Linked DNA regions of Mus musculus: all the other regions are linked to region 6. A link is a contact called in public HiCAR-type and promoter capture Hi-C data. All regions are on one chromosome and are shown on one strand. The core of a region is the stretch at or near the end of the contact, and the rest is flanking DNA. Distances in the headings are between cores, read along the strand shown.

The links. Promoter capture Hi-C pulls out the DNA fragments that hold promoters and counts their contacts. HiCAR-type assays count read pairs that join an accessible place to other places.
Region 1: a contact with region 6 is called in a promoter capture Hi-C map of liver, with 6 times the contacts expected there. The contact joins the promoter of Set here to the promoter of Slc25a25 in region 6. A contact is called at or near these places in 3 of 39 promoter capture datasets (the C10 cell line, liver and pre-B cells), 1 of 115 datasets of contacts at active chromatin or transcription factors (astrocytes) and 1 of 9 other capture datasets (liver).
Region 2: a contact with region 6 is called in a promoter capture Hi-C map of pre-B cells, with 12 times the contacts expected there. The contact joins the promoter of 1700084E18Rik here to the promoter of Slc25a25 in region 6. A contact is called at or near these places in 2 of 39 promoter capture datasets (liver and pre-B cells).
Region 3: a contact with region 6 is called in a promoter capture Hi-C map of embryonic stem cells, with 3 times the contacts expected there. The contact joins the promoter of Nup188 here to the promoter of Slc25a25 in region 6. A contact is called at or near these places in 1 of 39 promoter capture datasets (embryonic stem cells) and 1 of 115 datasets of contacts at active chromatin or transcription factors (astrocytes).
Region 4: a contact with region 6 is called in a promoter capture Hi-C map of pre-B cells, with 5 times the contacts expected there. The contact joins the promoter of Tbc1d13 here to the promoter of Slc25a25 in region 6. A contact is called at or near these places in 2 of 39 promoter capture datasets (liver and pre-B cells).
Region 5: a contact with region 6 is called in a promoter capture Hi-C map of pre-B cells, with 3 times the contacts expected there. The contact joins the promoter of Miga2 here to the promoter of Slc25a25 in region 6. A contact is called at or near these places in 1 of 39 promoter capture datasets (pre-B cells), 1 of 484 Hi-C or Micro-C datasets (CD8 T cells), 1 of 115 datasets of contacts at active chromatin or transcription factors (astrocytes) and 1 of 9 other capture datasets (liver).
Region 7: a contact with region 6 is called in a HiCAR-type map of astrocytes, with 5 times the contacts expected there. The contact joins the promoter of Wdr34 here to the promoter of Slc25a25 in region 6. A contact is called at or near these places in 1 of 484 Hi-C or Micro-C datasets (B cells) and 2 of 115 datasets of contacts at active chromatin or transcription factors (astrocytes and embryonic stem cells).

What each region holds. Positions count from the first base shown.
Region 1 is chr2:30,064,703-30,067,862 of GRCm38.p6, forward strand. It overlaps Set (SET nuclear oncogene), which reads left to right and starts at 1,772. Exons shown (of 8, transcript NM_001204875.1): 1 at 1,772-2,191. The coding sequence starts at 2,119.
Region 2 is chr2:30,236,175-30,239,339 of GRCm38.p6, forward strand. 1700084E18Rik (RIKEN cDNA 1700084E18 gene) reads right to left here and starts at 1,457. Exons shown (of 1, transcript NR_028299.1): 1 at 1,023-1,457. Lrrc8a (leucine rich repeat containing 8A VRAC subunit A) reads left to right here and starts at 1,595. Exons shown (of 4, transcript NM_177725.4): 1 at 1,595-1,631.
Region 3 is chr2:30,285,070-30,288,352 of GRCm38.p6, forward strand. Nup188 (nucleoporin 188) reads left to right here and starts at 1,347. Exons shown (of 44, transcript NM_198304.3): 1 at 1,347-1,401. The coding sequence starts at 1,370. It overlaps Dolk (dolichol kinase), which reads right to left and starts at 1,285. Exons shown (of 1, transcript NM_177648.3): 1 at 1-1,285. The coding sequence starts at 962.
Region 4 is chr2:30,131,943-30,135,247 of GRCm38.p6, forward strand. It overlaps Tbc1d13 (TBC1 domain family, member 13), which reads left to right and starts at 1,804. Exons shown (of 12, transcript NM_146252.3): 1 at 1,804-1,970; 2 at 2,855-2,928. The coding sequence starts at 1,948.
Region 5 is chr2:30,362,783-30,366,123 of GRCm38.p6, forward strand. It overlaps Miga2 (mitoguardin 2), which reads left to right and starts at 1,451. Exons shown (of 16, transcript NM_001242407.1): 1 at 1,451-1,523.
Region 6 is chr2:32,449,690-32,452,935 of GRCm38.p6, forward strand. It overlaps Slc25a25 (solute carrier family 25 (mitochondrial carrier, phosphate carrier), member 25), which reads right to left and starts at 1,781. Exons shown (of 10, transcript NM_001164357.1): 1 at 1,378-1,781. The coding sequence starts at 1,635. Naif1 (nuclear apoptosis inducing factor 1) reads left to right here and starts at 768. Exons shown (of 2, transcript NM_194335.2): 1 at 768-3,246. The coding sequence starts at 2,750.
Region 7 is chr2:30,047,296-30,050,870 of GRCm38.p6, forward strand. It overlaps Wdr34 (WD repeat domain 34), which reads right to left and starts at 1,584. Exons shown (of 9, transcript NM_001008498.2): 1 at 1,389-1,584. The coding sequence starts at 1,574.

The sequences.
Region 1 (3,160 bases), core at 522-3,021, 2.4 Mb before region 6:
TCGTGGCTGAGTGATAGGGAACTTGCCTCTTAGGATCCAAGCCCTGTTTTTTAACCCTAAGATTATCTGTAAAAGTTACTTTGTATCTTATGAGGGTTACAGGAAAATACAGCCAAATGCAGCAGGAGCCTAGGGTAGTGATTTGGTATGGGAGTGCTAAGGGCTAATGCTCTAGCCCTTTTACTTTTAGACACTTAGACACTGTAGCCCAGGCTAGCCTCTGCCTCAGCCTAAGTCCTTGTTTTGTTTGTGGAATTTCTTTGCTACTGTGTGCCAGGACCTCACAGGGCTATCAGGAATCATTCCTGGTGAAGGCATCACCTGAGTTTTAGCAAATGTTAGTCACAGTTTATAGCTCTCCTTTTTGTCAGACCGTTCCCTCTTTAAGAAGCCTGTCCACAGTTGCCTGTGTTGGAGGTCTCTAGGCTTGGGAGCTGTGTGGGTTAGAGGTCCTTAGAGGTTGTCGCCAGATTTAAGCTTACCAATTGCAACAGATGAGTGCAATTAATTCACCGACTTGAGCATAAGGTGCACCACCAGGAAGGCCTAGCTGAATTTCCTGGAGTTGAGATGGAAACTTGGAGGAGCACATTTGTATTCTCTCACCATGGACTGTATATATATATATATATATATATATATATATATATATATATATATATATATATATATATGATGTATTTTACATTTATTGTCTACCCACCATGAATGACTTGACTTAAAGCCACATTGCTTTATGTATAAGAGCTGATAATAAAACGGGAATACTGAGAGTATGGATAGTTCAAGCTCTAGTGGTAGAGGAACCAGGTAGAGAGCTTTCTGGATTTCCAGGACCACGTGTTGGGATCCAGGTAGACAGAGAACTATCTTTTCAAGTCCTGAAAAACAGTGTTTAACCATTAAATCCCTCCGACATAGTGCTTAAGGACTTTTTAATAATCTAAAGCTGTTTTTGTTTGTTTGTTTGTTTGTTTTACTGTTTTAGCCTTTGACTTTTAAACATTTCCCCATTTGTCATCACCAAAAATGTGCTTCCCTCACCACTGAGATCAGGACACCTGTACGAAGTTGAGCAGAAGGACCTGTGGCAGAAAGGTCCTTCCTACAGTCAGAGAACTTTCCTGTGGTTCTTTTGAGTGTGAATATGTAACAGATTTTTAAAAATTCAGAACCGAGGGCAGAGGCTTGAATTGGCCCATGCATAAACCCGGTCCCGCGTGTAAACTGGATAGAGGAACTGCTTGCGTGTGGCTCTGCACAGCAGCCTAGAGTTTGAGTCCCCAGCTTCTCCATCTAGAAAAAAATGAAGGTGCCCGGGTGCAGAACTCAGGCGCCTGATTGTAGCCAGGGTACTCCTAAGGCCTGTACTTTTGAGGGGCTGCGCGCGCCCCCTCTCCAGAGCCCCCAGCCGCCCCGCTAAGGGAAGCCACTGAGCCACCACGTGATGGAGTATTGGGGAACGGAGGCCCCGCCTCTCAAGTCACCGCGCGGCGCGCAAATGTCCCGGGTCGGCTGGAGAAGGGGAGAGCGGGGGAGGGGAGCACCGCGCGGGGGCAGGACCATGCGTCGCTGAGCCGCTTCCTCCCGCCTCTCGTCCAGGCCCCAGTGTCCCCACCGCCGCCGCCGCCACCCGCCACGGCCCCGCCCCCTGCCCCGCGGCCGCGGCCAATCGCTGTACGGCGCGAGCCTCTCCGGCCGGGGGCGGGACTTGCGCAGGCCCGGCGCGCCTGCGCTCTGCGGCCTGCCCCTCGCCGGGAAGAGGAGGAGGTGGTGGTGGAGGAGGTGGAGGAGGAGGAGGAGGCGGCTCAGGGCAATCCAGAAGCGAGCCGGAGCGCGGGGCGCGAGTCGAGGAGCCCAGCCGAGCCGCCGCCGCCTCCCCGCCTTCAGCGAGAGCCCCGGCCGGGGGCTCGCCACAACGCGCCCGGGCCTGCCTCCGCGTCAGGCCCCGCGGGCAGTGCCAGGCAGCCAGGGGGAGGGCAGGCAAGTGAGCGCCGGGAGGAGGCGGCCGGAGCGAGCGGGCGCCGCGCGTGTGGCGTGAGGGGAAGCCGCTGGCCGCCCCCTTGGCCGTCCCTTCGCTCCCCCTCCCCGCTCCCCGCCCCGATCGCGGAGGGCACCATGTCTGCGCCGACGGCCAAAGCCAGTAAAAAGGAGCTCAACTCCAATCACGACGGGGCCGACGAGACCTCAGGTGAGGACCGGGCGCGGCGGGGGCCCGGCCGCGCCGCCATCTTTCGGCCCGGACCGCGGGGCTGCGGGGGGCGCGCGGGGGCCGGAGAGCCGGCGCCTTTTTTGTGTGCGGCCCGGGACCGGGGGGCCGGGGTGGCGCCGTGGCGGTGAGCGGTGCGGCCGAGGCGGGGGCGCTGCGGCCTGCGCGGCGGGCGGAGACCCCCCCTTCCCCCCGCCCGCGCTCTCCTCCCCCTCCCTCCCTCCCGAGAAGCCTCTCTTTATTGTGCTCCGCCATGATGCCTCGCTCCCATCAGCCGCCACCGCCGCCACATGGTGCGGCCGGACGCAGCCTTGCGGCCGGGCCTCTAGTGCCGCCCTGCTTCCCGCCCTGAGCCGGCGCTACCGCGGAACCGGGAACCGGGGTTTGGGGCGGGGTAGGGGCGCGGAGCCGGCGGGAGGATGCTCCAGGCTGCGCGGGTTGCGCACCCCACGTGGGGCAGCCACACTCGGGCGCGCCGGGGGTGCGAGGAATCTGGCCCCGAGGCCGTATGATGCAGGGGCTTCAGGGGCCTTTAGGACGCCTAGCCCTCGCCTGGAGGGTCGTTTCGAGCCCAGGACAGCTGCAGAGCCCGGGCTGGTTACCGGAAATGAGACGCGCGATCGGGCCCCTTCACGCCCACTTGGCTTTGTAAAAGCCTTCACAACCCTCGGACAAAAGGGCACGAAATAGGAGCACACCCCCTCTCCTTTTTATGGCTCCAAGTTTTTGAGTAGGGTTTTCCCACGAAGTGTCCTGAAATACTGCACGGCCGTATATGATGACCAATCTCATCAAGAATGGGTTGAAGGAGTAAGGTCAGGTTTACATTCTAAGTCTGAGAAGACGACTCCGGGAAGTTTGGTGACTAACTGGTCTTTGTCGGTGTATATTGATAATCATAACAAATTGAGAGCACTTTAAATTTTTTTAAAGCAGTTATAACAGTTGATA
Region 2 (3,165 bases), core at 207-2,706, 2.2 Mb before region 6:
GTATCTGAATTTCTCTGTTGTATGTTTTTCTTCTCCTGGGAAGATAAAAACAAAACCCTGCCCCAACCCTAACTCTGGATTCTTTTGTGGACTAGCAGGGTATATCTTTCCCAGGGCAAAATGCTTTTTGGCAACAGAAAAAAAAAGCATTATCTTTGAAGTTGAAATTATTATTATTTTTAAAGTTTGAAACTAAATATACCTTAGTATGTGGATAAATATACTTATATCCCCCTTTCTCTTTATATAAATTTAAGGTTAAGGGGCTGGGCTGGAGAGATGGCTCAGCAGCTAAGAGCACTGACTGCTCTTCCAGAGGTCCTGTCACTGTAAAAGGGGGCGGAGATCATTCAGTGAGGGAAGGGTCATCTGTACAGCCTGTGTATATTAGTCAGCTGGTGCACACACCACTGATACCCAACTCCACAAAAACTCATTGCTGTGCTCCCTGCCTTTCTTCTTTCACGTAAGCTACTGGAACTCGTCCCATACTGGAGTACATGAAACACTTTGTTTTAATAGCTGAACAATTTCCCAACCTAAGGATTACTACAGTTAGCCTGGGAATTATGAGGACCCGGGAAGATTAACACACACACACAGCTAGCGTCTGGAGGCTTGGTTCTGAAGATGTGGTTTTATCCTCAGCTCAGCTCAAAATTCGCTGCTAACGTTAGGCTGGAGGTTTCCCGATAGAGAATTCCCCTCACACCCTCTGCCAATCCTCTATCTCCAGCCAGAAGCCGGGGAACCGGACAAAGAGATCCCCACCAGAAGCCCTTGCTTACAAAAGTCGGAGCAAAATACTGGATAAAGCAGATACTTAGTTTCAAAGTGACCACTGGACTCAGGACACACCTACCAGATTCCTAAACTCCAATACCTTCTCAAGCACGGCACTACCTCTCTCCCCTCTTCTACAAAAAGTTCCTAACCCAGTCCAGTCCAACGACTTCAAAGATCTCCTAGTGTGAGACAGTGAACTCGCCGGGGCGCGACTAATCGCCCAAGAAACCTTTAAATTTAGTTCAACTGTGTTTATTGCAGCGGCGGCGGAGAAGCCATTCAGTTAACTCGGAATTATGCGGCTTTTCAGGGACAACCGTCGCAAGCCGGACGTGTCGAGGCGCGCGTCAGCATCAGCAGGGCAGTTACATTTGCGGGCACCTGAAGAGTTTGGGCAGCGAGTCAGCTAACGAGCAGCACTAAAGGTATGAGGACGCTGGCCCAATGGCGATCGGAACCCGAACAAAGGAGGTGAGCGGATACTTGCGTCAGCTTGGGTCACTTGGCCGCTCTGGCCAGAGTAACGCATCCCTTAAGTTGCAGGGATCCCTGTCCCTTTAAGGGGGCTTAGTTCTGTCCCGTTACTTCCGCCCCGAAGTGGCTTGGCGCAGGCACGTGGACGGGAGTAGGGTGAAGCCGCCTCAAGCTTTCCCCTTAACAGACATGGCGACGGCCGGGATGCCGCGGGTGCGTCCGGCCGTGACGTCACTTCCGGGGCGGGGGAGGCAGAGTGGTGCAGTGAGGGACAAACAAAAGGAGGCGCTGGAGGAGCGCGGCGGCGGGCGGCCGGACTGGGAGGTGGAGGGCCCGGGCTGCCTGCGGGCGGCTGCGAGCGGAGAGCCCAGGTGAGCGGGTCGGGTGGGGGATGAGACGCGCGCTGTCACCGCACGGGACGCTCTCCTCGGACGCGCGCTCCGCCCCTTCAAGTTCTGCGGGGCTCTCGCTGCCCAGGGGCGCCGGCCACCCTGGCCCCGCGCTGGGCTTCGCTCCGCCCTGCCTCCCGCGGGCGCCGGCTCCGGTCTCCACCCTCCAGGCCGTGCGGCGGCGCGCGAGCCCCCTCCCGGGCACCCTGTTCTCCGCGCGCCTCTCACCCGAGTTTCCGCCGCGGTCCTCAGGCCGCACTTGCCGCGCTGGTCCCCGCAGATCCGCGCCCCTTGGCGCACGCGCCCCCTTCCCAGAGGTTCCACCCGGGGTTCTCTTGACAGCTCCCCCACCAGCTCTTACAGTTCTTGGCCGTGGGCTTCCCGGCGCCGGCTTCTCTTTAGACCACTCCCTCTTCCTGATCTCCCGGACTGTCCCCTGCTATGGGGAAGGGAGCACAGGCTTTTGGGACCTCAGACTGGGGCTCCCTGAACGACCGACTCCTGATATGAGAGTCTGTTTCGTTCTGTCCCTGTTTTGTGCATCTCTTGGGCAGGAGTGACAAGTACAGGAGGTTGTTGGTGAGCTGGAGGTCAGCAAAGGCGACCCCAAGCTGAAGGAACAGCAGAGTTCGGGATGACAGTGGCAGGGGGTGGGGGCTTGTTTTTTGAGATAGGGTCTCAACTATGTAGCCTTGACTGTCCTCAAACTCTCTCTGTAAACCAGGCTGGCTGGCCTCGAGCTCACGGAGATTCACCTGTCTGGTTCCTGAGTGCTGGGTAGAGACGTGGGCCTCTAACCTCTGTTTGAGACCAGGGTTCTTGAACCTGCCATGCACTGGACTGGAGTGAGTCAAGATGGGCTGGTTCTGCTTGATACAGTTGTTGTCTTGTTTTGAAAGAACACATTGAGTGAGCATTAGCTTTTTCTTGATGGGAACTGGGCTGACATAGTGGTAGTTCTAGGACAGCCACTCTTGTACAACCTCCTCTAACGCTGCCCTAGCTAGGACAGGGACAGCTTTAAGGATGAGGTGTGGAGGGGAGAGAGTCTTTGTGAGGATGGGGACACTTGTCTGCTGAATTTTGGAGACAGAAATGAGTAGCCAGAGGCTACAAAGTCTTTTCCTGCCTTGCAAGTGTGTCAGTGGTCTCTTTAACTCTGCCATCTGTGTTATGTCCTCTGAAGTAGAGAAAATGGCCAGTGCAGGAAGAATAAGTTGACCATTGAGGGTAGGAGAGGGGGTATATTCAGAGGCTCAGGGGTGGTGCCAGTGGGCTAGGCCGTTCATCCTGCTGTTTCCTTGATGAAGGTCGGGCTCTCCTCCAGCTGTCATGGGCAGGCAAGGGCAGGTGAGCAGTGTTGGAGGACAGCTTCCTGGAGATTTTCTGGGGTCTGAAGCTCCACATTGTTTGGGGGATGGTGTACAAAGCAGGGACCAGAGAAGCAATTGACAATACCTCCCACACCCAGGAGTCAGCCTCACATTCCTGTTCTCCATACCTAAGGCACATTTGC
Region 3 (3,283 bases), core at 97-2,596, 2.2 Mb before region 6:
GAAGACGACCGCTTAGCATTCTGGTACAGCACCACCAGGCAGGCCACAGAGGCCAGCAAAGACCAATAGGCAAGGAGGTAGATGCGAGTTTCAGTGTAGAAGAGGAACTGAAGAAGCCAAAGCAGGGGGTTCCTACGAATGAGCCAGTGCAGCCAGGGCAGAACCACACCAAGGCCCAGCACACAGGTCATGAGGTGGAAGAAGATGGAAGAGGCCCAGGTGCCTGAATCCATGAAGACAAAGAGGGTGCTGAAAAAGACACCCATGAGCACCATCCCTACCACCACCACCAACAGGAAGAAGTCCACTGGGTCCCCCTGGCTTTCAGTCAGAGAGCGCTTGATGAGTTGGTTAAGGACGAAGCTAATGCCACCCAATACCAGCAGTGCCTCCCCAGGAGTGAAGCATCGGGGCAGCAGGTACAGCAGGATCATGTTGAGATAAACAAATATTAGCAGGACTTCCAGGACCTCGATCACCTCGCCTACACTGAGCGAGTGCCTCATAATATAAATGATAACGCCTCCAGCCAAACCAGAGATGGCACAAGTATTGGTGGGCACCGGGCGAGTAATGCCCAGTGCCAACACGGAGGAGAAGAGGGCCACTGCCATGCCAGTAGCTGCAACCACAATGCCGAAGCGCTCGAAGTATGGGTTCCCTGCAGTCTGGCAGCGCTCCTTCATGACTAGCCCAAGCAAAGGCATGACCATGGAGGCCGGCAGTAAGCCGCTGTTCGCGGACATCCGGAACTGGAAAACGGCATTGCCCTGCTGGAGCAGCCGGTCCCACTTGTACTGGACGTAGAAGGCCTGCACCGCGAGGGCCACCGCGCACCAGGAGTATCGGTCCCACACTGCAGCGTGGATGCTCAACACCACGGCGAACACCACTGCAGCCTCCGCCAGCACCGACCCGCTCAGCGCAGCCCCAGACTCCTGGGGAGGGCACTGTCGGGTCATGTCTCTAGGTCTGGCGCTCTTGGGAGAAGAAGTTTGGTGACTAGGGACGCCTTGGCCTCTGGGGCCCTCAACCCGCCAAGCAGAGGGGCAGCAATTTCACCCAGCCAGCAACCTTCTCCAGCTTCCAAAAGGGTGTTCCACCACGGGCCACTCTGAGGCCTGGGAGCCGGCGCCCAGTCACCCGCCTCCGCTGTCAACCTACGGTGTAGCAGATGTTTGCCCTCTTCACCGCTCACAGTCTCCACCGCCTCCACCGCGGACTCCCCTCGCACCAGGGCAGCGCCATCTTGACAGCCCCATCTTGACCACGCCCACCATCACGTGGCGGAAGCCCACGCCCCCAGGCTGGAGGATCCCAGTCACGTGGGTACGGCGCATGGGGGCGGGGCTGGGCCGCGCGCGCGAAGATGGCGGCTGCCGCTGGTGGGCCGTGTGTGAGGTGCGGAGTGGGGCGCGGCAGGGGGTGGCCGTGAAGCGCGGGCTGGGAGCTGGGCGGGAGTTGGGACCGGGGCTCAGCCGCAGTGGCAGAGACGAGCCCCGGCTGGGTGGACGGACACTTGCCGGGGAGGCGGTTAGGTCCAAACCGTTCCCGCTCGCGGGGCTGAGGACACTTTTGGAGCGGGCCTGCCGCTCTCCCTTCTCTCTCCGTGGTCCCTGAGCCTCCGGTAGTCCCCATACACCCACGCTTGCTCCACCACGTTGCCTGTAGGCACTGCGGGACATTTCGGGGTCGCCTGGAAGACCCACCCCACTGCGATCCCTTCCTTGCTGTCCCTGCGCCCTGCTCCCCCTCGGGTGTGCCTTGCCCACGCCGCGATTTCTTCCCGCGGGCATCCTTAGTTCCCGCCTTCTTTTATTTTTGGCTAATGCCGATATTGATGCAATCAGCAGGCATGCCTTCATCTTCCATGCGATTCCGGGTTTTGTGCCAGGCTTCGGACACAAGATGAATTACCCCGAAACAAATATACAGTTCTCACTTAAAAGAGTGCTTTTGTTTGTTTGTTTGTTTGTTTGTTTCTTTTTTGAGGTAAGGTCTCTTGCCTCTCGGGCAGGCCTTGAACTCCTTGTTGTCTTGCCTTTGCCTTCTTGGTGCGGAAATTACAGACATGAATTTCGAGCCCTGCTTGCCTTTAAAGAGCGCTTACTAGCGCCAGACCCTGGGAAAGTGCCGTGCAGGCCTTACCTCATTCATTTCTCACGACTAGGAGAGGCGCCTCCTGTTCCACAGGACTCAGAAGTCCAGTTCATACATAGGCAGTCCCCCCTTGTCAGCCCTCGAGATAATCCCCGTGAGCCTTCAGATGGAAGGCTCTAAAGCCTTAACCAGACCTCTGTATGTATCCACATTATAGATCAGAAAGGGTCTTCACTGCCCTTCCTCCCCTTAAATGTAAACATTCCCTGTCAGTCACCTGGAATTGACTCTGCCAGTTTTATTTGGTCTTGTTTCCTGTGGAAACCTGAAACGCCCAGACAGACATGTAATTATCACACACATTGCTGATCTTTCTCTCCATTAGCCTCTTCACCTTCCAGGGGTAACATTTTCTTTGGAGTTTCCTGTGGATAAAGTGTGGTCCTTGCAAGGGCCGGTTTGTTTCATGCCAGACCTTGTATCCACAGCTATGGATAAATACTTGTATGAAAACTGTAAAAAAATGAATTTTTTCAAAAGGAAAGGAAAGTTTTGGCTTGCCAGCAGGCTTTGAGCTTTCTGTGGAACTTAGCAAACCCATCGTTGAGGGAGGACTTTAACTGACTCTAGGGTTTTCATTTTACTTTTGTTTTGAGGTCCTAGGGGTCAAACCCAGGGCCTCAGGAATGCTAGGCAAGCCCTCTAGTATTGAGTCACAACCTGTGGCCCGGGCGCCTAGCAGTAGGGTTCTAGGTGCTGCCTTGCTCTGTCAGGACAGTGCCTTTTAGTGCTGAAAAGCATGCTTCTTAGCAGTTGGGAGTAGAGGGCTGTATTTGAAAAGCTTGAGACCTGGGGCAAGAAACCGTCCATCCTGGTTTTTGTACCTAGTGCTTTTTTGTGGTTAGTCTTAGAAGTCACCTGACCATTTTGAGCTCCTACTTTTCCAAATGGGAATCCTTTTCATCTTTGTGCACAGGTGAACAGGTAGACAGTGGCAGCGTTAGTTTCTGTGTAGACTATAACTGCCTCTCAGACAGACTGTAGTCATGAGAATAACTCAGGTAGCTCAGGGTTATTTTCCATCCAAAAGTCTTTCAAATGTTTTTTCTTGAACATTTTATTTATTGTTTCCATGTCTATGAGTATTTTTCCTGTCTGTCTGTCTGTCTGTGTATCACCTTTG
Region 4 (3,305 bases), core at 554-3,053, 2.3 Mb before region 6:
CCAGACCGCACTGAGAGTAGTGAGTTTGGGTTTCAAATTAACAAAGGGTGGTTGTGGTAGTTTGAATAGGAATGTCCCACAGACTCATGTGTTTGAATGCTTGGCCACAGGAGATGACACTGTTAGGAGATGTGGCCTTATTGAAGGAAGTATGTCACTCTGCAAATACTTTTTTTTTTTTTTTTTTTTTTTTTTTTTGGTTTTTTCGAGACAGGGTTTCTCTATGTAGCCCTGGCTGTCCTGGAACTCACTTTGTAGACCAGGCTGGCCTTGAACTCAGAAATCTGCCTGCCTCTGCCTCCCGAGTTCTGGGATTAAAGGCCTGTGCCACCACGTTGGGCTTTTTTTTTTTTTAAGATTTAATTAGTTATTTTATGTATATGAGTACACTGTAGCTGTCTTCAGATAGACCAGAAGAAGGCATCAGATCTCATTACAGATGGTTGTGAGACACCATGTGGTTGCTGGGAATTGAACTCAGTACCTTTGGAAGAGCAGTAGTGCTCGTAACCACTGAACCATCTCTCCAGCCCCCAGCTCTCTTTTTTAAATTAAAAAAAACATTGTGTGTGTGTGGGAGGGGTACTGAAGAAATAGTTCAGAAGTTAAGAGCTCTAGTTACTCTTTCTGAGGGTCTAGTTCATTTCCCAGCTCACAACTATCTACAACTCCAGTTCCACAGGAATCCAACACTCTTCTGACCTCCAGGCAGGTAAGTGGTGCACAGACATACATGCAGGCAAAGCACCCATACACATAATTTACAGAAGAAATTGTGTGCCTGTGTGTGCAAATATGTGTAGCAATAACGTGTGTATAGGGGCCCTGACCTAAAGGCCATTTGCTTTCCTTGATGGCTCTCCCCTTTATTCACTGAAGGTAGTCCAGCGAGTCTGTTTGCCGTCTAAACCTTGCACATTCCCGCCCCTCTTGGCAGCTCTTTCATGAATTCTGTGGATCCAAACGCCAGAGCTCACGCTCACGTGAGTGCTTTATTCCCTGGAGCATCAACAGCGAATTCACTTCTAGCAGAGTGAACTTCTTGAACCTTCAACTTCTGATCTTCCTGCTTCCACCTCTCAAATGCTGGCATTACTGGCATGTTTCCCCAAATCCAGCTACAAGGAGTGCTGAACCTGAAACCTGGTTTCGTGCATGCTAGCCAATGATTTTCATAGTTGCTCTTTTAAGTTCACACTCACAACTGAGTTTACCAACTGAGTTACACCCTTAGCTCCTGTTTTTCATTTTCTATTGCTTTAAAATTGTGCAATTACAGAAATTCTACTTGGGGATGGGAGTGCGGGGGAGGGGAGGAGTTTCAAGACAGAGTTTCTCTGTGTGGCTCTTCCTGTCCTGGAACTCTGTAGGTCAGTTCAAAGATCCTCCTGCTTCTAGCTGGGATTAAAGGCGTGAGCTACCACCGCCAGGCTTGCCAGAATTCTAGTTTATGAACTTCCAAAGTCAAGGAAACCTTGAGCTGTACTCCTCCGGCTCCTCCGAGAGGTATTTACTGAGCAACAGGGTCATTTCCATAAGGAAGGACTCGACATTGAATGAGACCACACCGGAGACTAAGTCTAGTTCAAACAACTAGTTCAATCAACCAAACAACTGTACCGCAGTTAATGACAGGGAGTGAGAGAGATAGACAAGTGTATTCAGTAATCAGAAACTGAGGGCGGGAGACTCATAGCCAGCGGGATCACTGACAGTCACGCCGTCCTGACGCTCAACTGACGGTTTGCCTAGCCTTAAAGAAGTCCCCGTCACGTGACCCTTGGGCGGACCCAGCGCGGCCCCGCCCCCGCGGAACGCGCACGCTCCAAGTTCTGCTTCCTGCCGGAGGCTTTTGCCCAGCGCCCCGTGTCCCCGGAGGGAGGGGGGCGGTGGCGGTGGCGGCAGCTGGGGCTGCAGAAGCAGCTCGGGAGTCCGGAAGTCAACACCATGTCGAGTCTGCACAAGAGCCGGTAAGGAGACCTGAGGTCAAGACTGCACCCAGACCGCTCCGTCCAGGCCGGGCCTTCGCACAGAGAGAGCTGCTCAGCGCATGTGCGGCCAAGAACAGCCCCCTCCCCCGGCGGCGAGCCCCCTTACGGTCTCATTGCCTGTGTGGCAGAGGCGAGAAGCAGAGATGCTTCTCTTACCTCAGTGTCACCTTTCTTTCTCTCTCACTCGGGACCCCTTTCCCTAGTGTCTCCCTTGTCCAGCCCCCTATTACCCTCCCCGCTTCCTCGCTCTAGGATTCGCACCTTCCCCCGCCCCCAAATGCCCCTGTCCCTGTGCTCCATGCTCATGAGAAACACCAGGGGATCCAGGTTCTCCAATCTGGCCTCTTAAATCCACCTCCTACCCCCACCCCAGGCACATCTTGCAACGCCCGCTAAATTCTGGTCACTCCAGGACTAATTTTTAGTCTTTTGTCTTTGCCTGAGGGCAGGCCCGAGAAGTCTGTGCCCCCTCCCCTTTACCCAGCCAAGAGCTTCGGGAGCCATGGGGAGATTGTACAAGTCTGTTGTCTGTGGATCCAATTACTCCTGGTTGCAGGAAGCTTGGTTGTGTGAATTCGGGTAGTGGTGTGCTGTGGGCTGGGCTTGGCCGCAGCAAGTGCCCAGGAAATGCCAGCTCGCTAACAGTGGACAGTGCTTAATGTTAAGTTCTCACTTCAAACCCTTTGGATTAGAATACCTCTCATGGCTTTTCGTTGACATGGCAGATCTTAGAGGAAGAAACTTGTATTGTCCACTTCCCTAAGCTGGTAGTTGGAGACCGTTGGGAGTGAAAGATCTTTGGGCTGGCTGCAAGAGTGGTCATTAAGCCTGTTACCTTGGCGTTTCCTTTTCTGCCCTTGAAGGATTGCAGATTTCCAGGATGTCCTGAAGGAGCCCTCCATTGTGTTGGAAAAGCTTCGAGAACTCAGTTTTAGTGGTAAGATGCACTTTTACTCAGGGTTTCCCTGGAAACCTGCCTGCCGGCAGAAAGCTGGCCCTTAGCTGGGGGGGGGGGGTGATCCCCCAAATCCCTTGAAGTGGCCTGAAGACTGCACCGGTGGTAACCCTTTGTGCCTAGGGAAGGCCTCTCAGCATTTCTCAGCTCGTTTCTTGAGTTAAGGAAGTTGCAGGGTGGTTCCCGGGTTCTCTACTTGGCTGTGGATCAGAGCTGAGAGTGACCTTTGGTTAGTGTTAAAACTCAAGCCGTAGAGCACCAATTTTAAGGAATTGAACTTCCACCACATTTGACTTTGCCCCCCACATGGTTAATGTTCCAGCACAGCAATAGCTGGATTTTTACCCCGTCTGTAAAAA
Region 5 (3,341 bases), core at 201-2,700, 2.1 Mb before region 6:
TCTTGTATGCGAAATTGTTCCTCTTTACTCTGTACTTACCAGGATCTGTCTGTAGCTGGCCATAGTGACCATTCAGACAGCATCCAGCTCTGTCCTGTTAAAGCCATTTATAATTGCATGTCTTTATTCAGTAACTCACACTGGCTGAAAAGGATCAGTAACTGGAGGCTGGAGAGATGGCTCAATTGGTAAGCCCAGTGTATTGTTCTTGCAGAGAACTAGGGTTCAATTCCCAGCACCCACAGAATTCCTCTCAGTTGTAACTCCAGTTCCAGGCGATCAGAGGTCGCCCTCTTCTGGCCTATATAGGCACTACTTGCACCTTTTACCAAAAAAGTTCACTTTGGCCTTTATTTTTTTCCCCTGATATTCAAATAATAATTATTTACTAATTTAGAATTTGGATGTAGCTGGGCAGAGTTTCACATGCTTGTATATAATTCCAACACTTCGCCGGGCAGTGGTGGTGCACGCCTTTAATCCCAGCTCTTGGGAGGCAGAGGCAGGCAGATTTCTGAGTTCGAGGCCAGTCTGGTCAACAAAGTGAGTTCCAGGACAGCCAGGGCTACACAGAGAAACCCTGTCTCGAAAAAGAAAGAAAGAAAGAGAGAGAGAGAGAGAGAGAGAGAGAGAGAGAGAAACCCAAAAAACCAAACCAACCAACCAAACAAACAAAAAAAACCCCAATAATTCCAGCACTTCAGGCGATTGGAGGCAGGAGGATCAAGAATTCAAGATCAGCGGGCAGTGCGGTGGTGACACCTGGCTTTAATCCCAACAGAGGGCAGGAGTTCCAGGACAGCCTGGGCTACACAAAAAAAAAATCGCCTCAGAAAATAACAAAACAAAACAAAAAAAACCAAAAACCAACCCAACCAACCAAAACCCCAAACCAAACCAAACTAAAAAACAAACATACAAAACCTGCTAGTCTCCAAAGCATAGATCCTTTAGGAACCCTGTCTCAAAAAAAAAAAAAAAAAAAAAAAAAAAAAAAAAAAATCCAAAACCAAGAAACCAAACCAAACCATGCATAAATAAGGGTTGTAGATGTGCGTGTGCGTGCATGCGTGTGTGCCTGTTGGTGTGAGAGTATGTGTAGCGCAGGAGTTTGGTAATCAGGTGTGACATCCCAGTGACAACAACGCTGAGGACCAGCGTGTGGCAGAGACTCTCTAAGCAGCTGCTTCCCAGAAAGCCCCAGGTGTCCACTAACTCCACCGCCTTTTTAGTGTCCGTGTGTCTGTCTAATCCTAGTGACCAATCGGAGGAGAGAAGAGGACATTCCACACTGCAACCACACTTAGGGGGCGGTGCGAAAAGCGAGGGAGGCGGAGTCTGCGTGATCACGTAGCTCACCCCATTGGCCAAGGGCCTCGCCGATGCGGAGCGATATGGAGACGCTCATTGGTCAGAGCTGTGTTGGCCGGCCCGAGGCCACGCCTTCCCCATCCAGCGGCGTGGTTTGGTTGTATTGCCGCCTGGAAAGGAGACGCTGCCCTTCCCCAGCGATGGGATCCCTGGTGAGTGACGGCCACTGCGCGGGCGACCAGATCAGCAGGGCTAGAAGCGAGGCTTGCGGAGCATGGAACCCGGCCCACGCCGGGGTCTGCGATCCAGCCAGCCCGCGAAGGTGTCCAAGGTGGGATGAGTGGATCCCCTGGACCAGGCGGCTCGAGAGGATGCGTGGCTCCGTGGGTGGAACGAGAAAGGAGCTGGGTCAGAGAGGAGACTCCCGGGCCTGGAACGCTGCGAGCATCTAAAAGTATGGTCGCGGGCACCTCCCCCCCCAGGTGTGCCGGCTGTGGGCAGCGCTGTATGTGGACAGCGGTCAAGGATGTCCTAGGGAGGTCGGGGCCAAAGCAGGAAGGTCCCTGCCCAGGCTCCGCAAGGAGCAGATACTGAAGCTTGGAATATTGTTGATGTTCACTGTGGGGTTGCCCAATGCCCGGCTGCGTGGGATCCCACAGAGATGTGCAGGGGTGGGACAAACAGGACATGAGGCAGAGTGAGCTGTAGTACTGCCTGGTTCTGATAACACAGCCAGGTCAAAGTGGGACGAGAGAATGCTCAGGCCAATTAGTAGGGTTGGCTTGCACAAAAGAGGAGGGCCTGGATTGGAAAGCCGGGATATCAGGCCTAAGGTGCCAGGGTGGAGGAGCAGATAACCTACCTGCTCAAGAATGTGGAGCAGGATTGGTGGCCAGCATTAGAATAGAGAGACAGGTAGGATATGATGATGAGCTTGGACCCTTCCTTCCTCTTGGGCACAGACAAGGCTAACTGGACTCACCTGCAAACAGATGCCAGGCCTCCCCTTCCCTCTCTCCTCCTGCCTGGATCCTAGAATAGGCTCACCTCTAATACCAGGTGGCCTTCCCAGACGTTCAAGGCCCTCAGGTTTGATACAAGCAAGCAGCAGGCAATGGCTAGGGTGCTCGGCCCAGCCTCGGTCCTCATCTCTCAAAGCCTCAGTATTCCTATCCTTGCGTGCTCTGAGAAGGACTCCACTGAGGCCTCACAGAGAGCTAGTGCGCTGGCTTGTTGAAATGCTCTGAGAAGTATATCTCCTGCTATTTGATGTCCTTGTCTCTCACTCAGTGCCCTGCCAGGCTGGAGGCACATCATAGCCCACTTAACCTCTAGGCAAAAATGTACCCTGCCCTTGACAGTGTGGCAATTTCTTTAGCCCTTGAACCTCACTCTGCCTGCCAGCCCTCTTGCCCTCTCCCCTCCCCCCACAGCCCTAGGGCCAGCCTGATAGGGCTGTATGCCTTCCCCCACTCACCAAGGATAATCTGTTCCTTGTTCATGTCTTGTGCTGGCCTAGTGACTTTTGGTCATCATCCCAGAGAGACAGGGTCTGTCCTGGCCTATGGTGTTCCTTCCTCTGAAGATCTCAGAAAGCATCCTTGAACTTGAACAAGACCCCTGCTGCAGGGTCTTGGGGTCTCAGAATATGTGATCAAACATCTCATCTGGCTTTGGGTCTTAGTGGGTCTTGGGCTATCTTTTCTCTCTGTGTCTCTGCTGGGGTGCACTGCCTGTTCCTGCTGTGTTAAGCAGAACCCAGAGTCCAGTAGACCTTGACATACCCTCTCTTCACCACTTAGCAACCGATGAGTTATTTTGGACTCCTGGCTTAGGTTGGACAAAACTCAGTTTCTTCATGAGAAGGTGGGGAGAGTCAGGGAGAAACATCTGCCCATATAGCTGTCATGACTCAGTTGGTTCATAGCAGGAAACACAACACTTGGGGGACAAAAAGTAAGAGAAGTATCTAGAATTCAGATCCAGCCTGTGCTACAGTATATGACTCTGTCTCAAAAATAAATATAAGT
Region 6 (3,246 bases), core at 531-3,030:
ATACCTTGGATGTTGATCCAAGATTATCTTGGACATGACACTTTATGTGGCCACCTAAGTAACAAACTGGCATAATTCACTGCCACCTTACCAGGTTTTCTTCATATTTGGCTATGAAATTCGTAATTACTGTACATACAAATGAACCAAATACTAATTTTGGCCACAAACTGGTTATCAGGCAAACTGCTCATTAGAATCACCCCAGATTGTAAGCCAGTCTATGCCACAATAATGAAACACTTGGTAAAGGGAAGCCACAGTTAAAGTCAAACTGAAAAACCAACATGAAACAGAAAGGGAAGAAAAAGCCACTGCTCAGGGCTTCTTGTGCAGGAAGGATAGTAGTTCTGTTTCTTGCAGACCCAGAAATGGCCATTTCTCCACCCCTGTCTCCCAGTCTTGGCCCATCCCTTTCCAGCCAACAAATATCCTTAGATGTATCTAACTTTCATTTTTTGAAAAAAGTTCCAATTGAGCGATGGTGGCAAAGGCCTTTAATCCCGGCGCACTCAGGAGGCAGAGGCAGGTGGATCTCTGATTCCGAGGCCAGCCTGGTCTACAGAGGGCGTTCCAGGGCAGCCAGGACTACATTGAGAAACACTGTCTAGAAAAAAAAAATCCCCAAAACCAACCGAACAAACAAAAAAAGAATCTTTCTTCAGATTCTTTAACATATTCGCACTCCAATTCGACAAAGGGATCATGACCCAGTGTTCTGAAACAGCAGTGGGGGGCTGGGTCTAAGCCATGAGAAAGAACTGTTCAGTCTTCATCACCCACATCCACACTGATCTGCCTAGAACCCCAGTTCCCATTTTTTTCTTCCCCAACACCCACATGTCTCTGTGAGCAACCAGATTAGAGGCACCGGTGGCATGGAAACGAGAGTGGGGGGAGAAGAGCGAGCGAGCGAGAGACAGACAGACAGACAAGGGGTGCCAATGAGAATGGGTGGATAGGAACCTAGGTGTTGAGGGAGGATGGGCACCAACTTGGCCTTGAGGTCCGTAGGGCAATCTTGAGATCTATCTGTCCTTCTATCTAGAGGGAAGTAGAGGGGGCTTTCTGTCCATCAAAGAGACCCAAGGGTGCCCATCTGTAGCCACGACGAGCTTTTCTCACGGCCCCATCTCCCACCTGAGGAGCCCCACACTAACAAGGTGTGAATTTCCTTTCCATCTGTCAGTGGAGGGACACTATCCCCCCCAACACCAGGGGTTCCGCTCAGCTCTAGCAGCGTCCGTCGAAACCTGACAGGCTACAGAAAGCAGCCCGAGAAGTCCTGCGGTCCCGACCCGTCCCCTTGGCGTCGGTCTCTCTCCTCAAGACCTCCCGGATCCTCCCCGCCCGCGCGGACGGCGCACGCAGACTTACCCGGAGCTCGCCCTCCGTGCGGTGCAGTCCCAGGCGCCGCAGCCCCACCGCCAGGTCGTTGACACACAGGCCGCCGTCGCGGTTGACGTCGAGTGTCTGGAAGAGGCTCCACAGGCGTAGCTGGTGGTCCGGGCCGCCACAGACGGCGCCGCCGCACGGGTCCCCTACAGAAGCCGGCGACGAGGCGGACGACGAGGCGGTGGCGGCGGCGTCCGGCGGCGGGGAGGCCACGCAGCGGCACAACACACTGCTCACCATCGGGCGCGAGGCGGGGGCGCCGGACGCCGGGCTGAAGGCGGCAGGAGAGCGACCCGAGCGCGGAAGCACGCCGGCTTTCCTCAGACAGCGAGCGCGGGCTCCGAGAAGCCGGCCGACTGGAGGGAGGGGCCGCTTCCGGGAGCCCCGCCCCGCGGCGCGCAGAGGCGCTGACCGCGCCCTCTGGCGCACTGCCGACCAATCATAGGCCGGTATGTCGGCTCCGGGATCAATGAGGGGGCGGAGTCACCGTGCCAGCTCGAAGGCGATTCAAACTGAGGGAGCCGGGGATTGGCTGAAGCTGGGTAATAGGCAAGCAGAAAGCCTTGTGTCCAATTCCCATTCAGAAGCTCTATTTAGACTGCGGAATGATGAGGCTGAGAGGAGCGTTGTGTAAGGAGAGATCGTAGCTAACAGTGGAAATGAAATGTATATGAGGGTAACTGTGGACTGAAGTTAGAAAACACAGCACCATTGAATAAAATGAAAATTTAACGGGCTGACGACTCGAAACCGAGAACACGAATCAAAATCAGGAGGCTAAGCTTTAGGAGTCTTCTAAACTGCCAATAAAACAACTGAATTTTACAACGTAATAGTCGCGACACGAACTGAACGACAGTCTGCTTTTCCAATGGAAGTGAATAATGTCCGTGTGGGCGGACATCCTGAAGCGACAGACAAGACTTTAGACCAATGACCAGGCCAGTTCTAGCAAAGAGGTGTGTCCTCTAGGAGGAATGGCAGGCCTGGAGAGCCAGTGATCGGCCAGATATTTGAGCCACGCCAAACCTGGAGGGCGGGGCTTCTCAGGGATGTGCCGAGGGGCGGGAAGAAGGGAAGTGGGCGGATCTCCGCACACCCCAGCGGAAGAGGCAGATTCAGGAAGCCATTACGCAGCTGGCTGGCGGCGGTCGGGCCGGTCAGGGCTGGGCCCTACGCACTTTGCGTAGCGAGGGGGGTTACTTAAGGCCTGGTACTTGGCCTTGAACAAGCCCTGCCTGTCCCCCTAAAGGGGGTGGGAGTGAAAGAGAGGCGAGGCTGAGGAAGAAGAGAAGAGAAATTGGGGCTGTTAAGAGCATTATAATTTCTTTAAAAAGAGAGGAAAGGGGAGGCCATGGCTGTCCCAGCCAAGAAGAGGAAGATGAACTTTTCAGAGCGGGAAGTGGAGATCATCGTGGAGGAACTGGAACTGAAGAAGCACCTGCTGGTGAACCACTTCAATGCTGGGGTCCCTCTGGCTGCCAAGAGTGCAGCCTGGCATGGCATCCTGAGAAGGGTCAACGCTGTGGCCACCTGCCGTAGGGAGCTGCCCGAAGTCAAGAAGAAGTGGTCCGACCTCAAGACCGAGGTCCGTCGCAAGGTTGCCCAAGTCCGAGCTGCTGTAGAAGGTGGCGAAGCTCCAGGGCCCACAGAAGATGATGGAGCTGGTGGGCCTGGGACAGGCAGTGGCAGTGGTGGCAGTGGCACAGCCATAGCTCCTGTACTGCTGACCCCTATGCAACAGAGGATCTGCAACCTGTTGGGTGAGGCCACCATCATCAGCCTACCCAGTACCACAGAGATCCATCCCGTGGCCCTCGGATCCACGGCCACTACAGCCGCAGCCACCGT
Region 7 (3,575 bases), core at 334-2,833, 2.4 Mb before region 6:
ACATGGTCACGCTTCTTGCTTTCCACGGCAAGGGCTTCCACGTCCCAGGGCACGGAGAAGGGCCTGGAACACAGAGCAGATCAGGGCATAAGACCATAGGCCCACAAGGCTCAAGACAAGACTGCAGGCACCACTGGGGCTTGGGTTGGAGGCAGACTGGTCAACAGCAGTCTTCGTTTGTGAGTTCTTCAAGACTTTACTTGACCTGTCTCTACTTACCCATTTTGGCCTAACCTGGGACCACTCTCCCTTTTCCTCAAGGATTCTCCAGCCCCTTCCAACACCTCAAACAAATGTGCTGACCCCAGCTCCAGAGTCGGCCAGTGCTCACGCTTGATCTGGTCTTCTCAAATGCCACTCAACATCCATTTTTCCAACAGTTCCTCAGCCCTGCTCTGTCGGTAACATGACACACCGATGTGGCATTACAGTACATTGTCTACATACATGGCTTACTGTAATCCTTGCAACCACCGGGAAAGCAGCTATCTCCAGGTTCCCTGCTGATGAATCCCTAACACACCAGTTGGTCAGCATCAGGCCTCCGTTATCTCATTATTTGTATGTTTTTGGGTTACACTAGAAAACCATAGCAGGGCAGTGGTGAGAGAGGCCTTTAATTCCAGCAATCTCTGAGTTCAAGGCCAGCCTAGTTTCCAGAGCAAGTTTCAAGACATCCAGGGCACACAGTGAAACTCATGTCTCACAAAAACAAAAGCAAACAAACAAACAAAAGAACAACAACAAAGGAACATAGAAAACCGTTCAAGCTAGCCCTCAAGGTATCTGACCATTTCAAACACCAATAATGTCAAGTTGAAATGCCTAAAAACTGCTATTCACAAAAAAAAAAAAAAAAAAAAAAACTTCCAAAAATGGCTCAGCTGGTAAGGGCACTTAGCCAAGCATGACACCCTGAGTTGGATTCCCAGGCCCCTCGTGGTGCAAAGAAATAACAACCTTGTGTAAAGTTCTCCTCTGACCTCCACAGGCGCTGTGACACGTGCACGATCCACCATGTAAATTAACTACATGTCATTTAACGACAGCATGGGACCCCTAAGAGTTCTGTTGTCCTGGTTTGCTTTTGTTGTTGTTTGTTTTCGTTGGTTGGTTTCTTTCTCCTCAGAGACCGAAAAAAAGGCTAACGCGAAAGCATCTGTGAGTTTTTTCATTAAAACATGAAAACACGCGGACCAGTGGTGGCGCACGCCTTTCGTCCCAGCACTTGGGAGGCAGAGGCAGGCGGATCTCTGAGTTCCAGGACAGCTAGGGATGGATACTCAGAGAAACCCTGTCTCGAAAAAACAAAAACAAAAAAGCCGTGAAAACACAACGCTGCGCCAGGCCTTCCCGCCCGCGCTGCCATAGCGGGCCCGCGCCCTCACCGTCTCCCCGCGGATCCCCTGGACGCTCCTCCACTGCGAGGGCACGGACGCCACGCCCAGGGTCTCATCCTGAAGAGGCGCAGGCCGCCCTCGCCGTTCGGCGCCGCCAGCCCCGCCAGCAGCCAGGGCAGCAGCTCCAGCGCTTCCAACGCGCCGAAAAGGCCTGGGCGACGCGCACATTGCCATGGCGACGGTCCCGCCCTCTCGCGCCTGCGCCCTGGAACGTGACCTTAGCGGGTTCGCCCCCCACAAACGGAAGTCCGACGAGAGGAAGTGAAGCTGTGGGCGCCGTTTTTGAACTGGTTACAGCATCGTCTTTAAGGCCCAGAAGAAAAATAATGAAAATGTTTATCAGCCAATACAACAAAACCGCAGCGATTTGGGATTGCCCTATGCCCAGAGGCCATTTGGGGGTCCGGAACAGCTCTTCGTGGTATAAGGAAAAGAGCGGAAGTGAGGCGTGGGCTCCAGGTTCAAAGATGGCGCTGAGCGGCCGGGCGCAGAGGCAGGACCGCCGCAGGCCTAGTGGGCCATGCTGGTCCGGAGAACCGGCCGGGCTGGAAGCAGCCGACTACTCCAGAACTGTACTTTGCGCCATTTGAGTTGGCATCATTTCCAATGAATGGAATGAAATAGATCATACACAGATCGAACGTGGGATTGAATGGATGGGAGGCCTAATAATAAATTTACATAAACAATAAAATAAAATGCTTGTTAAATTAAAATTCGAGACTAACCACAGGAGAAGTTGATCTCAATGATAGATGGCCCCAGGTTCAGTCCTCAACACACACGAAATGTTAACTACAAGTTAGTGCGTGCCTATAGTGTGTCAAGCCAAGCACCCAAAGGCTTATGTTTGTTTGGGTTTTTTTGTTTGTTTCTTTTGTTTTTCGAGACAGGGTTTGTCGGTATAGCCCTGGCTGTCCTGGAACTCACTTTGTAGATCAGGCTGGCCTTGAACTCAGAAATCCGCCTGCCTCTGCCTCCCGAGTGCTGGGATTAATTAAACGCGTGCGCCACCACTGCCGGCAGAGGCTTAGAAATGAGTGTTTATCTTATTAAATCCTTAGCCTTCCGTGTGCTTGCTTGTTAGTTAGCTGGTTTGCTTTTTGAAGTGCTGGGGTTGAACCCCGGGCTTTCTGCATGCCAGCTCCTATGTTCTACCAATGAACTACCCCTATAGCTCAATTGTTATTACTCCTGTGCCTCTTACAGTCAGATATGGAATCGTCCAAAGTCACCCAGTAAGATCTTACAGGTGGCTTGCCTGATCCCCCAAACCAAGCCTGGAGCCTCTAGACAACCATCTGCTAGTTTAGGCCTCTGGGTCTATTTCCTCTTTTCTGAGACTAGGAAGCCTGCCGTGGTCCTGTTCTCAGTGCACCACCCAGGGACAGGATGCCCCTCAGCAGAGCAGCCAAGGCCAGGAAGGCCGATTAGATTAGCAGCACTGGGAGGGATAATAAAAAGCCATAGAAAAGTCTTCCTAACAAGGACTGCTTTGCAAACATCACCAAGGATTCCAAAAATCATACTCAGAGCTCAAAGATTAAGAACACTGGCTGCTTGCTTTTCCAAGACACTCAGGTTCACTTCCCAGGACCCTCGTGGCAGCTAATAACTGTCTGCAAGTCCAGTTCCAGGGAGATTTGACACTCTTTCCGGCCTCTGAAAGCCCTAGACATGCACTTGACGTGCAGTCACACATGCAGGCAAAACATCCATAAACATAAAAATAATAAGATATAATTTTTTTAATCACACTTAAAAAGCCCAAAGCTGTGAAAGTCCTAGAGTAATGTCTTAAAACAGACTTGGAACCAACTACGTCCAGCTGAACTGGACAAAGAGGCTTAGAAGAGGCTTTCTTCACCTGGTCAAGGGAAAGGAGAGAGTTCAAGGCATCAAATATGAAAAACAGCTTGTCGGGCGGTGGTGGCACATGCCTTTAATTCCAGCACTTGGGAGGCAGAGGCAGGCAGATTTCTGAGTTCAAGGCCAGCCTGGTCTACAAAGTGAGTTCCAGGACAGCCAAGGCTACACAGAGAAACCCTGTCTTGAAAAAAAAAAAAAAAAAAAAAAAAGCAAAAAAACAAAAAAAAGAAAGAAAGAAAGAAAGAAAACCAGCTCAATAAAGATAAGGCTAGCCCTGAGAATATAAATCAGCCTAGTGTCTGGGGG